Regions from separate parts of the Mus musculus genome. Here region 1 is linked to region 2. The links are chromatin contacts, called in public HiChIP or PLAC-seq maps. All regions are on one chromosome and are shown on one strand. Each heading gives the region's core, a stretch centred on a gene start, on an enhancer-like site or on the middle of the called end of the contact. The rest is flanking DNA. Distances are from core to core; before and after follow the strand shown. Region 1 holds the start of Ccdc171 (coiled-coil domain containing 171). Region 2 overlaps Snapc3 (small nuclear RNA activating complex, polypeptide 3).

What was found. HiChIP or PLAC-seq counts read pairs in DNA pulled down with a chosen protein or histone mark.
Region 1: a contact with region 2 is called in an H3K27ac HiChIP or PLAC-seq map of embryonic stem cells, with 19 read pairs. The contact joins the promoter of Ccdc171 here to the enhancer-like site in region 2. A contact is called at or near these places in 1 of 15 datasets of contacts at CTCF or cohesin (the NIH/3T3 cell line), 3 of 115 datasets of contacts at active chromatin or transcription factors (the SCID.adh cell line and embryonic stem cells) and 4 of 9 other capture datasets (adipose tissue, embryonic stem cells, liver and 1 more).

What each region holds. Positions count from the first base shown.
Region 1 is chr4:83,521,324-83,527,730 of GRCm38.p6, forward strand. It overlaps Ccdc171 (coiled-coil domain containing 171), which reads left to right and starts at 4,222. Exons shown (of 26, transcript NM_001355378.1): 1 at 4,222-4,447. It overlaps Gm25899 (a small nuclear RNA gene), which reads right to left; the gene lies at 6,305-6,407.
Region 2 is chr4:83,447,199-83,453,358 of GRCm38.p6, forward strand. Snapc3 (small nuclear RNA activating complex, polypeptide 3) reads left to right here. Exons shown (of 9, transcript NM_029949.4): 7 at 2,873-3,037; 8 at 4,007-4,114; 9 at 5,843-6,142. The coding sequence ends at 5,990. Among named protein-coding and RNA genes, the nearest start is that of Snapc3, 33 kb to the left of the region's middle. Within about 2 kb of position 3,658, at least 10 of the 459 cell types and tissues checked have an H3K27ac peak or open chromatin away from gene starts, as enhancers often do. A contact at or near this core is called in embryonic stem cells, where this site is marked.

The DNA of each region.
Region 1 (6,407 bases), core at 2,972-5,471, 75 kb after region 2:
AACAAATGGTAAAGATATATTGCATTTGTAGGAGTTACGTATCAGTGGCTGGGAAAAAAATACTCGGCTAAGGGAAGCTTATGAAAGGAGATTACTTGGCAATATGTGGTAGGCATGGTGGAAGGAGTTCACATCCTCAACTGCAAGTGCAAAGCAGATTGGAAGGGCAGGCTTGAAGCACTCAAAGCCCTCCCACAGTGGGGCACTTCCTTCAGCAAGGCCTCACCTTCTAAGCATCCCCAAACAGTGCTATCACCTGAGGACCAAGTGCGTATGAAACCCTAGAGAGGACATGTCTCAGTTAAGACGCCACAGCACTGTTCAAAGAGTGGAATAAGTCATGTGTGGAGACACAGGCCTTTAATCTTAACCACAGCACTCAGCAGGCAGAGGCAGGTGTAGCTCTGTGAGTTCGAGGCCAGCCTGGGCTACATAGTGAGTCAGGACAGCCAGGGCTCCATAGAGAGATCCTGTCTCAAAACAACATGAAAAAATAAAAAAGGAAAGAAAATTGGAGTAAATGTGGAGTTGCTTAGCATATAGCTAGGCACATTGCATATGGTTTATAATGTTACCTATATTTAAAACCTTCATATTAAACTGTGTGTGTTAAGACTTCATCTAAGCCTATGCGTACATCTCTTCATGGCTATCCCCAGTTGCATGTTTTCTATTGCCAGTATGAATGAGAAGGAAGCTCTACTGTAGACCTGGAGGAAGCATTGCTGGAAAGGCAACATTTATTGCTGGAAGCTGATAAATGGCCTTTGATTGACACAGGAGAAGTTTGAGTGTTATCCTGTAAGCAACGTGGTGACAGCCAGAATTAATCAAGACAGCTACACAGTCAAGAGCTATGCTTCATAAAGGAAATTTCTGTTAGAGCATATGGAGGGAACAAAGAGCCAGAGCCACCCAGAGCAACAATTATGCCAAAGCTTTTCCTTTCTAAGACCTGATACCAAACACCATCCTAACGAAGCACCTGGTGCCCGAGGTTACAGAGGGGTCACGGGGAGTGAACGGGGCTTAGCCCTGGGGCTCACACAGGGAAATCTGCTTGACAGGGCAGAACCATGCATGTGCCTCTAGGCCTCCTTTTGATTTTTTCCCTATTTTTCCATCCTTAAATCTTATAGTTGTCAATTTAAAAATGCCCTGAGTGTTAATTGCTAAGTGCACAGGACAAGGGAATGAATGACTGATTACAAGTGTTTGGGTAGGAAGAAACAGGCACCAGACCCAGCTTTCAGCAGCAGGCACAGAGAGAAGACAGAAGGCAGAGAGGAAGACAGAATTTTTGAATGTAGGATCTGAGATCTTGAAGAAAAAGAAAAAAAGATAATTCTGTATGTCTTTTTTTTTTCCTGTTTGTTTTTTTGTTTTTGCCTGAGAGTTTAAGCTTTATGAACAGGCAGAGGAGTAGTTTGGGCAATTCATGATAAACTGAGAAAGTTAAGTTTTAGATATTTTGATGTCAATACTACCAGCTAAGAATGGCATTGTGGCACAAGCCTGTAAGCCAGGCACTGGGATGCTAAGGCACGATGATCACCAGGCCAGCTCGGGCTGTGTAGCAAGACCCTGCCTAAAACAGGGACAGAAACAAACCTCAGGACCACCACTATTACCACAGCACAACACTGTGGGGCAGTAAAGCAGAACTGTTGAAATAAGAACTAAAAATTCAAACTCAGATATAAACAATCAAAGTTCAGGATCTTAGCATTCACTTCCACAGGGCCAAATAAGCTTGTCAGGTACCAAGTGAAGGCTGAGGGCACTTTACTGGCAGTAAGATGGTGAGAGGCGAGAAAGTATTTATTTATTTATTTATTTATTTATTTTTTGGTTTCTTGAGACAGGGTTTCTCTGCATAGCCCTGGCTGTCCTGGAACTCACTTTGTAGACCAGGCTGGCCTCGAACTCAGAAATCCGCCTGCCTCTGCCTCCCGAGTGCTGGGATTAAAGGCGTGTGCCACCACGCCGGGCCTGAGAAAGTATTTATTGATCCTCATAAATGTGGGAGAGAAATCTGAGGCGGCTCAGAAAACCAAGGGGTCTTGGATTTGGTGATGATGTCTTTATTGAGGTTGTAAGCTTCTTTGAGGGAGTGGTGGGGTTGGATCTACTTGTCTCTCCGATGGGCTGGGAGAAAGGAGGGGGCTGAGGTGACCAGGAAAGACAACCAGAAGTGGGTTAGAGAGCGTCTCACTATAGATAGCCTTTACCCAAACAGGGGACCAAGGAAAACGAACCTGTAACCACCAGGGAAAAAGAGAAACCCTCTAAGGACTCCGAGGTGATCGGATTTATTGTGTAATTACTATAATTTTCATTAGCCTTGTTGCTAATATGACCTGAAAGGCTCTCTGTGATCTGAGCTGAGCATATTTCTCTAGCAGATCTTTCATATTTTTCTCCCCTGCACCCAAAGTTTCTATTTTGTCAAAAGTCTCATGCTTTTTTTTTCCTGTCCCAATTCGTTGTTACTTTGGTGAATCTATTACTCTACTTTCTTACACTAGACTTTACATGCTCCACAAATCGCTTCCCTGTACTCAAGGTTGACGAGCAGATCTTTTCTCTGATCCCTGTGGCATTTGTACTTTATAGCTGGTATTTTTATTACCTAGCTCCATGCTGGGCACATGTGCTGTACTCTACGCATGCTAAAGACAGAGTAAATGAACTTTGTAAGGATTCATGTCAAGCAGCTTTTCTTTAAAAAGTGTACAATGTAATAGATCAGTTATGTTTGCAATGTAACACTCCCTTCTGTGATGTTCCTAAAACACGATGAGCTGATGTGTGTGTGTGGCCCATGATTTGTAACCCCAGTGTTCCGGAGGCTATGGCAGGGGATCCAGAATTTGGGGCCTGATTGGGCTACATAGGGAATTAAAAAACCCCACCCAGACAAAACCAAGAAAGCAAAACAACAACAAAATCACTTCCCTCCAAACAAAAATCTTTCAAATAACAAAACTAAGCCGTATACAATTTAAAAAAAAACTCTCATCTTCCAGGACTGTCAGGCCACACAGAGAAACCCATGGTGGTGGTGAATGTAATCTTATTTATTGTAATTCTCCATTTGATTCCTAAGTAGAGAGGGCTACTTTTGTTTCCTTCAGTTTGTTTTCGAAGCAGTTATCTCTTCTGGCTAAAGCCTTAAGAAGCAAGGAAAACCTTTTAAAAACCAAACAACTGACCTCAAACCAATTAAAGTTTCTCAGCAGTGCAAGAACCAAAGTTTTAATCTATTTGCTCTTAGGACTGTTAACTTTCCAGAGCGAGAGCAGGCGAGAACCCCAACACCTGGTTCAGGCTGATTACAACCAACCCCGGACAAGTTTAGCATAAAAGGCTCATTTTGTATGAACACTTGTGGAAAGAAGGTAGTGGCGGCAGGGATAAAAACCTTTCATCAAAATCCTGCCATTTCGCATTGTTCTTTAGGGAATAGGCTTTCAAAAGCCAAGGAACAAAAGAGGATTTGCTTTTCCAATCCTCTGAAGCGGCTACAGGGCGAACCAAAGCTCTTTATAAATTGTGGGCGAGGAGGGGGAGGGGCTGAAATCTAGCAGAGATGGAGCTCAAGGCGAGGCTCCAAGGCCTTATTTGCCAATGAATCCGGTTCTGCATTATTTGTAATCAAAGACGCTCAGCAGCATCAGAGCACCGACCTACATTCTATCCACCCAAGCCAAAATACAAAAGAAATCGATGGGAGGAGGAGACTGCAGGAGGAGGGCGCTGAGAGTCTGCCACCTGTGCCGAAGCCCAGGCACTCTCCCTGGGGACCCTGGCATCGGCCGCGGTCCTAGCGGGTTTCTCGGGCCGAGAGCCAGCTAAGAAGACGTTTACAGAGCAGGAACAGGCTGCTGCCCTTTTCCGAGGCTGGAAATGTGCACGCCACTCGGTTGCGGGAGTTCTGAAACAAGGAGAAGGCACAGCATGCCGGCGCTGGAGCGCGCATGGGGTGGAACGCGGCCCCGAGCCACCCGTGTGCTTTGCGCACGCGTACCCCACCCCTGGCGCATGCGCAATATACCCCGCCTGCCGCGGGAGCGCGCGCGGTTGCGGGCCGGCGCTTCTCTTCCAGCGCGAGCCCGCGTTCTCTGAGTACGCGCGTATCCTGGAGCTGGGGCTCGGGCGGCGGGCGGGACGCTGGGGACGCGGAGGCGAGGGGCGGGCCTGCCGGGGCGGGGCCAGGGAGGCGGAGAAAGTCGCGGCTGCCCAGAGCCTCGTCGCGTGTTCCGGGCCCCCGGAAGTGGCCGTTGTAAACTTCACCTCGTAGACTTTCTCCATCCTGGCCCTAGAGTCCATCGGCTTTCCCCAGTTGTCACTCTTTCTCCTGAGAGTTGCCTGACCTCCCACTCACCCCGAGACCTGAAGCTGCCTGGGGGTCGTGGGTGTGCAGGCTGGACCACGCGAGTCCGAGGTAACTGCGGGCTGTGGGTGCAATGGTGACTGGCGCCCGGGACCGGGAGGTGCTGAGAGGAGACTGGGCTTGCAGAGAGGACCCGGCTGAGGGCTGCTAGCTGGTGCTGACACGCCTCCAGCTCAGCCTCCAGCCTCCAGCCTCCAGCTCAATGGCCAGGGCTCTCCGCCCACCTTGAGGAAGCCGAGCATCTTCGCTGTACTCCGAGGACCGGTGGGGACTAGAGTCCTCGGAGCTCTTTGGGATCAGTACCCAAGGATCACTTTTTTTTTTTTCGTGTTTTACCTTCATTTTATTTAAATGCCTACCACACTTTAGGCACCCTACAAACGTTTGATAAGCAAAACAATGAGTTATGCAACTTCTGCCTACCACCCACCTTGGGACTTAGAAAAGTCAGCTGTGAGTTTAAAGCTGAATTTTGCGTACAAGCACACACCCCCCCCCCTTTGACTTTTTAATCATTTACGATATTCATATTAATCAAATACATAACTTAGAGACGATATCAAACAGCTTCTAAGATTTTGCACGTTGATGTTTTATACTTTTCCTAGTATTGGAGAAATGAAACTACCGTTTTGTTATTTGTATTTATCAGTGCTTAGTAACGACCAAACTGTGATAGAGCCGGAAATGCAATCCTTTCCAGTTAAAGGCAGAGGAATGCAGGCAGTGCAGCGGGATTCTAGGGAAAGTGAAGGCGGCTGTTTTAGCTTGGAGCTTGTGTGTAAATCCTGGCTCAGCCATTTATTAGCTGTGACAGGCAAATCACCTGTCGCCTGGACCTTAGGTTCTTTATGTCAAATAAGCAGAGTGGGCTTAGTCTTTCAGGCTCCGTTTACTTTTTGTTTGTTTGAGTTTCTTTGTCTTAGGCGTGTTTTATGGACAGAATCACACATCTCCTTCACCTCTCTTCTTTTTTCAGAGATGGGATGAAAGGTGGTTGAGACTGAACAAGAATCATGGGCACAAAAGTGTTCTGCTATTTGAGCTGCACTCAGCTCTGAAGTGCCCCCTTGCCAAATGAACCGTGTAACTGCTGATAGTCCCACACAGGTGTCACGACTAATGAATGCAAAGCTGCATAGACAAAAAAAAAAAAAAAAAAAAAGTGGATTTAGTGTTAGGGAATCAAGCCCTTTCCTCTCGATGAGTAAAGAAAAAAAAAAATAGCATTTGGTTAGACACCCAAACTGAGAAGGTAGTGGAAGTGCTGTGACACAGGTTGCATTCCTTTCATCTTTAAACAAGAGCGGAAAGGGTCGAGGGGCTGACTTAAATAGTTGATGAAACCTGATGCTTGTTGGTGAGTTGGTGTTCATCAGTTTAAAGGGGCGGGGGTGGGGTGGGGGTGGGCAGGAGAAGCTAGGCTGTGCGCCCAGAGAGGCATAGGCGGTTCCAGATAAGCATGTTTTCTTGGTACAGAATCATTAGAAGTCATCAAGATGTGAGTATGACTTTTAATTCTTGTAGTGAGTATCTTGGTACAAATCATTCAATCTCTGGGAAACCCAGTTTTCCCGTCTGTGAAATGGGCAAATAGTCTCTGGAGATTAAGGGATGGATGGTGGGATCAAGCATGCGTAGTTAGTTGCGTGTGTGGCACATAGTAAGTGTTCCATACTGGGCCCTGACTCTTCATCCAGCCCCTTTCTCTCTGAGCTGTGTGACTGAGAGGTGAGCATGCGGCGAAGGGACAGAAGAGGGCTTGAAGGGTAGGAAAACTCGTGCTAAGATGGCCAATGAGTCGGAAAAGGCTGGGGTGATGCACCCACTTTGCTTTTGCAAAATGTGGGGTAAAATTTGTTCTTTAAGGAAAGTTTTTTTTTTTCCTTTTTTTTCCTTTTTATTCAGTCTCAGTAGAGACTGTCAAAAATTGCCAATGCCGACTTTATTTCAAGTCATCATGGCAGGGTATTGGGAAAAGTTTTCAATTAGCAATAATTGCGCCTCGGAT
Region 2 (6,160 bases), core at 2,408-4,907:
GTGGATAGATCTCTCAAAATGGGCAAAGGATGTGAAGATATTTGTGTCCCATGTAAATGCTCACCAAAAGGTGACTTCAGCCGAGGAGGAGTTCAATAATCAAGTAGATAAGATGACCCGTTCTGTGGACAGTCAGCCTCTCTCCCCAGCCATCCCTGTCATTGCTCAATGGGCACATGAACAAAGTGGCCATGGTGGTCGAGATGGAGGTTATGCTTGGGCTCAGCAACATGGGCTTCCACTCACCAAGGCTGACCTGGCTACAGCTGCTGCTGATTGCCAGATCTGCCAACAGCAGAAACCAACACTGAGCCCCAGATATGGCACCATTCCTCGAGGTGACCAGCCAGCAACCTGGTGGCAGGTTGACTACATTGGACCACTTCCTTCGTGGAAAGGACAGCGTTTTGTTCTTACTGGAGTAGATACTTATTCTGGTTATGGATTTGCCTTTCCTGCACGTAATGCCTCTGCTAAAACCACCATTCACGGACTGACAGAATGCCTCATCTATCGTCATGGTATTCCACACAGTATTGCTTCTGACCAAGGAACTCATTTCACAGCCAGAGAAGTACGACAGTGGGCTCACGATCATGGAATTCACTGGTCTTACCACATTCCCCATCATCCTGAAGCAGCTGGGCTGATAGAAAGATGGAATGGCCTTTTGAAGACGCAGTTACAGCGCCAATTAGGTGGTAACAGCTTGGAAGGCTGGGGCAGAGTTCTTCAGAAGGCAGTATATGCTTTGAATCAGCGCTCGATATATGGTACAGTTTCACCCATAGCCAGGATTCATGGGTCCAGGAATCAAGGGGTGGAAAACGGAATAGTTCCACTTACTATCACTCCTAGTGACCCTCTAGGAAAATTTTTGCTTCCTGTCCCCATAACTCTAGGTTCTGCTGGCTTAGAAGTTTTGGCTCCAGAGAGGGGAGTGCTCCTACCAGGAGCTACAACAAACATTTCATTGAACTGGAAGCTCAGACTTCCCCCTGGTCATTTTGGGCTTCTAATGCCCTTAAACCAACAGGCTAAAAAAGGAATAACAGTGTTAGGAGGGGTGATAGATCCAGATTACCATGGGGAAATTGGATTACCTCTTCACAATGGTGGTAAGCAAGATTATGTCTGGAGTGTAGGAGATCCCTTAGGGCGTCTCTTAGTACTACCATGTCCTGTGATTAAAGTCAATGGGAAACTACAACAGCCTAATCCAAGCAGGATGACAAAGGACGCAGACCCATCAGGAATGAAGGTATGGGTCAATCCTCCAGGAAAAGAGCCAAGACCTGCTGAGGTGCTGGCTGAAGGTGAAGGAAATACAGAATGGGTAGTAGAGGAAGGTAGTTATAAATACCAATTAAGGCCACGTAACCAGTTGCAGAAACGAGGATTATAAAGTAATATGAATGCCCATTGTAAATTTACTAATGCGTTTGCGATTGTACGAGGGATAGTTATATCATGTTAGGCGTATTTACAACCTTGTTATTGTTTCATGTGAACATGAGATATTATTTGTGTCAAGTTGACAAGGGGTGGATTGTAGTGGCTATTCCTGGTTGTCAACTTGACAATATTTGGAATGAACTACAATCCGGAATTGGAAGGCTCACCAGTGACCCTTATCTGGAGGCTTGGAGATCCTTATCTGGATCTTGGTTTGAAGATCTTGAGCCATAGTGGCTATGGATTCCAGAAGATTGAATCTCCGAGTTAAGGAACACACCTTTAATCTGGGCTATGCCTTTCATCTGGGATTAAAGGTGTGGTGGAACACACCTTTAATCTGGGCTACACCTTTTGCTGGAGACAATATAAGGACATTGGAAGAAGGGAGTCTAGCTCGAGCTCTTGCTCCTTCGCCTGCTTGCTGCGTGAGACTGAGTAACTGCTAGATCCTTGGACTTCCATTCACAGCTGCGACTGAACAATTGTTGGGAATTGGGCTGCCGACTGTAAGTCATCAATAAATTCCTTTACTATTTAGAGACTATTCATAAGTTCTGTGACTCTAGAGAACCCTGACTAATACACCATCTTCTGCTTCCCAAGTGCTGGAATTAAAGGTGTGCACCACTGCCATCCAGTACCAGAATTAGAATCTGAAGCTAAGAAATAACACTCTAATCTCGGTACATGTTAAAGTTTTTGCTTAAAAACAAAACAAACCTGTTGACCTGTTGTCAAAAAAAATGTGGCACTGTTCTACACTTTGTGTTCACACTAAAGTGGCACACATCCTACAGCCTTCCAAAACCTGGTGCTTACTGAGAGATAATAGATCAATGGGGCAGACAGATCTTTGCTTACATAGTGACAAGACTTTAAAGGAACCAGGCATGGTGGTTTAATGCCTTTAATCCAGCAGTTGGGAAGGAGGCAGAGGCAGGAGGATCTCGAATCGAAGTCCAGCCTGGCCTACAGAGTGAGTCCCATGGCAGCCAGCGCTGTGTGTAATGAGACCCTGTTTTAAACACAGACACACAGTATCCCAAGAATAAAAAAGAGCTGCTACACAGGTGAAAAGTGTGGTGTCTAATCCCCCTACACACCCCCTCCCTGGGGGAGGAACATCTTTTTCTCTGGGAATTTGAGTATCTGTGTGTGCTGTGGCATGTGAGCAGAGAAAGCTGGTGTGTGTGTGTGGGGGGGGGGGGGCGTCTTCCAGTGTCATCAGGTTTGATGACTACTGGTTTCAATTTCACTGCTTCTGCTCCAAATGTTTATTAACCACTATGATAACCCTTCTAGATGGCAACCATGCATTTAATTAGTAGGCCAGATTGTATGTGACTGCACACAACCTTTTCTTTCTGTTCAAGTTCTAATAACAATGCTCTATACTTGCCCTTCCCCCAAACAGAACTATTATAGAGTGGTCAGAGTCCCATGATCGAGGATATGGAAAATTTCAGACTGCTAGAATGGAAGATTTCACATTTAATGACTTGCATATTAAACTTGGCTTTCCTTACTTATACTGTCACCAGGGAGACTGTGAGCATGTTGTTGTCATCACAGACATAAGGTACGTGACATCATTCAGAATATTTTACCTTGAAGATGTCTTTTTAATAAAAGTGAGTTGGGGGGAGGAGGAGGATAGCTGCATGCGCTGGCTGGAGTGGAGAGGCCAGGGGACTATGCGGAAGCCTCGCCTGGCCTGGCCCCATGTGGTCCTGACAGTGAGCTCAAGTAATCACACTTGTCAGCATCTACTTTTCTGTCTCTCTAACAGTGCAAAAGTGTAATTTACCAGCGTGGTTCACAAATGTATACTTTCTATGCAGCTGGAAATGGGAGACAAATTTTTAAGGAAAACTTACACTAGACATGCTAGTGTGGGCCTATAATCCCAACACTTGGGAAGCAGAGGCAGGCTGATTTCTGTGAATTGTAGGCCAGCCTGGTCTATGTATCATGTTCCAAGTCAGGCAGAACTACATAAGAGAGAGGATTGAAATCCTATAATTTTTAAGTTTCTCAATTTAATCGAAAGCTTAGTCCTTCTATAGTGGGAAGTTGAATAACCAATTTTCAAACAATTGAGTAGTTTAGAATTGAAGGGCTGAGGAAATGGCGCACACACACAGGCATGTAGAGAATCTTGTGCACCTACCCCAGACCAGACACAGAGAGCCCAGAGAGCATTCCACAAACAGCACTGCTGTGTTAAACTCTGATGGTGGAATACATTCAAAAACAAAACACTATATGCAGGAATTCTTAGAATGTCACAGCATGGTAACAAAGGGAATTGAGAAATCAGCTCTGTATTCATTCTGAAAAGCTCTCTGGGCAAAGTGTTCAGTGATGCAGGTGATTGCCTGTTAGTCAGCAAGCTAGACAAGGCCTCTGCGACTAAGCTACAGCCCCAGCAGTGGGTATTCTGTAAGATACTGCCTGCGTAAATGACAGGTCAGCCATGTTGCAGTAATGTTGCTGGAGAGCAGGTCGAGGTGCATTTCAGCATCTTCATGTGTTTTCCTCATCAAAGGCTTGTGCACCATGACGACTGCTTGGATAGAACACTGTATCCCCTTCTTACCAAGAAGCACTGGCTGTGGACCAGAAAATGTTTTGTCTGTAAGATGTATACAGCTAGGTGAGTGACGCTTTTTTCCTTCTAAACACCCTGGTTTTCACAGTAATTTAGTACTCTGGAGGTCTGTAGATTTAGCCGTCATGGTTTTATCTCCTAGAGTCAGTGTTGCAGTCAGTGCAGTTTGCTTAAAGTTAGCATATTGTTTTGTACAGACTTGAACCCAGAGCCAGCTGCCTGCTGGTGAGCACATGCACACTAGGTTATACAGGGAAACACACAGGAAGTGCAGAACAGACTTGGCGGCTGTAAGGAGCCGTGCTTCTTGCCTGTCATTACAAAATCACTTTTATCTCAGTTTTCAATACAGAAATAACCAGCATATATATAAAGCCAATTAGAAATTAGGTTTTCTGTTTTGATCAGTCACTGTGACACAGATCTGGGAGGCAGGAGGAGTTTGAATGTAATGGACAACAGGATACAAAGTGAAAAGCTGGAGCATAGGACATGGTAGAAGGCTCACATGTGCAGGGGGCATGTGCAGAAGGCATGTGCAGGCTCTTTAGTCAGTCTTGACTAAAGACTCAGCCCCTTTAAAAAGGTCAGGTCTCATGTAGCCTGAGCTGACTGTCCTCCTCAAACCTTGAATTTCTGCCTTCCCCTGCTGATTCTTATTATTAATCAGAGCCCAGAAGTTTGGAAACTACTCAGAAATAGTTGAGTATCTTCAGTTGGCTTTGAGTTCCATATCATAGTATTTATCTAAAGGATTAGGAAAATAGAAATGATACCAAAATGAAAATCCAGAAATTGGTTCAGATTTTCAGAAAAGACTAAAATAAGAGAAACTTACTAAAGATTGTGATTTCATGTGACCAGTGACATCCGAATGTATGAAACAATCTCAGGTGAATAGGATAGCCCAAACTGCCATGATTTTATCCTCAAACTCAATTAAAATGCCTGCATTTCCAAACTGACCAGTCTTGGCTAAATTAAGAATGATACACAGTATCATGGCCCCTGTGCAGGGATGTCTGTTTCATTGGCACAATAAGGTGAGATGTAGCCTTGAATCATCCGCTACGTTGTAAAATAACTGGAAGAGCATGGACATGGTCACTATATAAAGAATTCTATACACTATATTCTCTCTACATATATATACTCTATACTAACAAATATGTGTAAGTTTGCCTCATTTTAAAGTATCTGGGTACATGGGCACGTGCTTATAACCCCAACAAGTGGGGCAAGAGGACCGTGATCTTAAGGCAACTCTGGATCACATCACTAAGTTAAGGAAGGCCGTTGGGGTCTGGAGCAAGGAAGCGAGGGAGAACTTAAAGGACAGTTTTTCGGGCACTTTAGTGTGTGTGGAGCTTTCTAACAGGTCATTTCCTTATCTTAAGGAGGAATCTCAGGTCAGTGTGCAGCATTTCTTGTTGGTGTCCCTACTGTGTCTGCTGAGGAGGTAGTGAGAATGTTCTTTATGTACTGGTGTAGGACAGTGGTTCTCAAGCTCCCTAGTGCTGTGAAACTTTGATAGAGTTCTTCAGGTGGTGGTGACTCCCAGCTATAAATTTTTGTTGTTGTTGCTAACTCACAACTGCAATTTGGCTACTGATTGTGAGTCATAATGTAAATATCTGATCTGCAAGAGAACTTGTTATAACTGCTATGTGACCCCTATGAAAGACAACCACTATTAGAAAACACTAATCATAGAATGTTGAAGCATTAAAAAAAATGCTATAATATACTTTTTCGTTTTTTTTTACACTACAGATGGGTGACGAACAATGACACCTTTGCACCAGAGGACCCATGTTTCTTTTGTGATGTTTGCTTCAGAATGCTCCACTATGATTCCGAAGGCAACAAACTAGGGGAATTCCTTGCTTATCCTTATGTTGACCCAGGAACCTTTAATTAGTACCAGATATTTCCTACTACAGCTTAGTTAATTACTATTACATTATTTATTACAAGGGGTTGTTAATGGCGTTTTACTTAAGTTGTTTATGTTACTGAGATGTAGAAATGCTTTTCTGTATTTTGAATATATAAACCTTGTCGGAAACACAACTTCTGATTCTTTTCTCC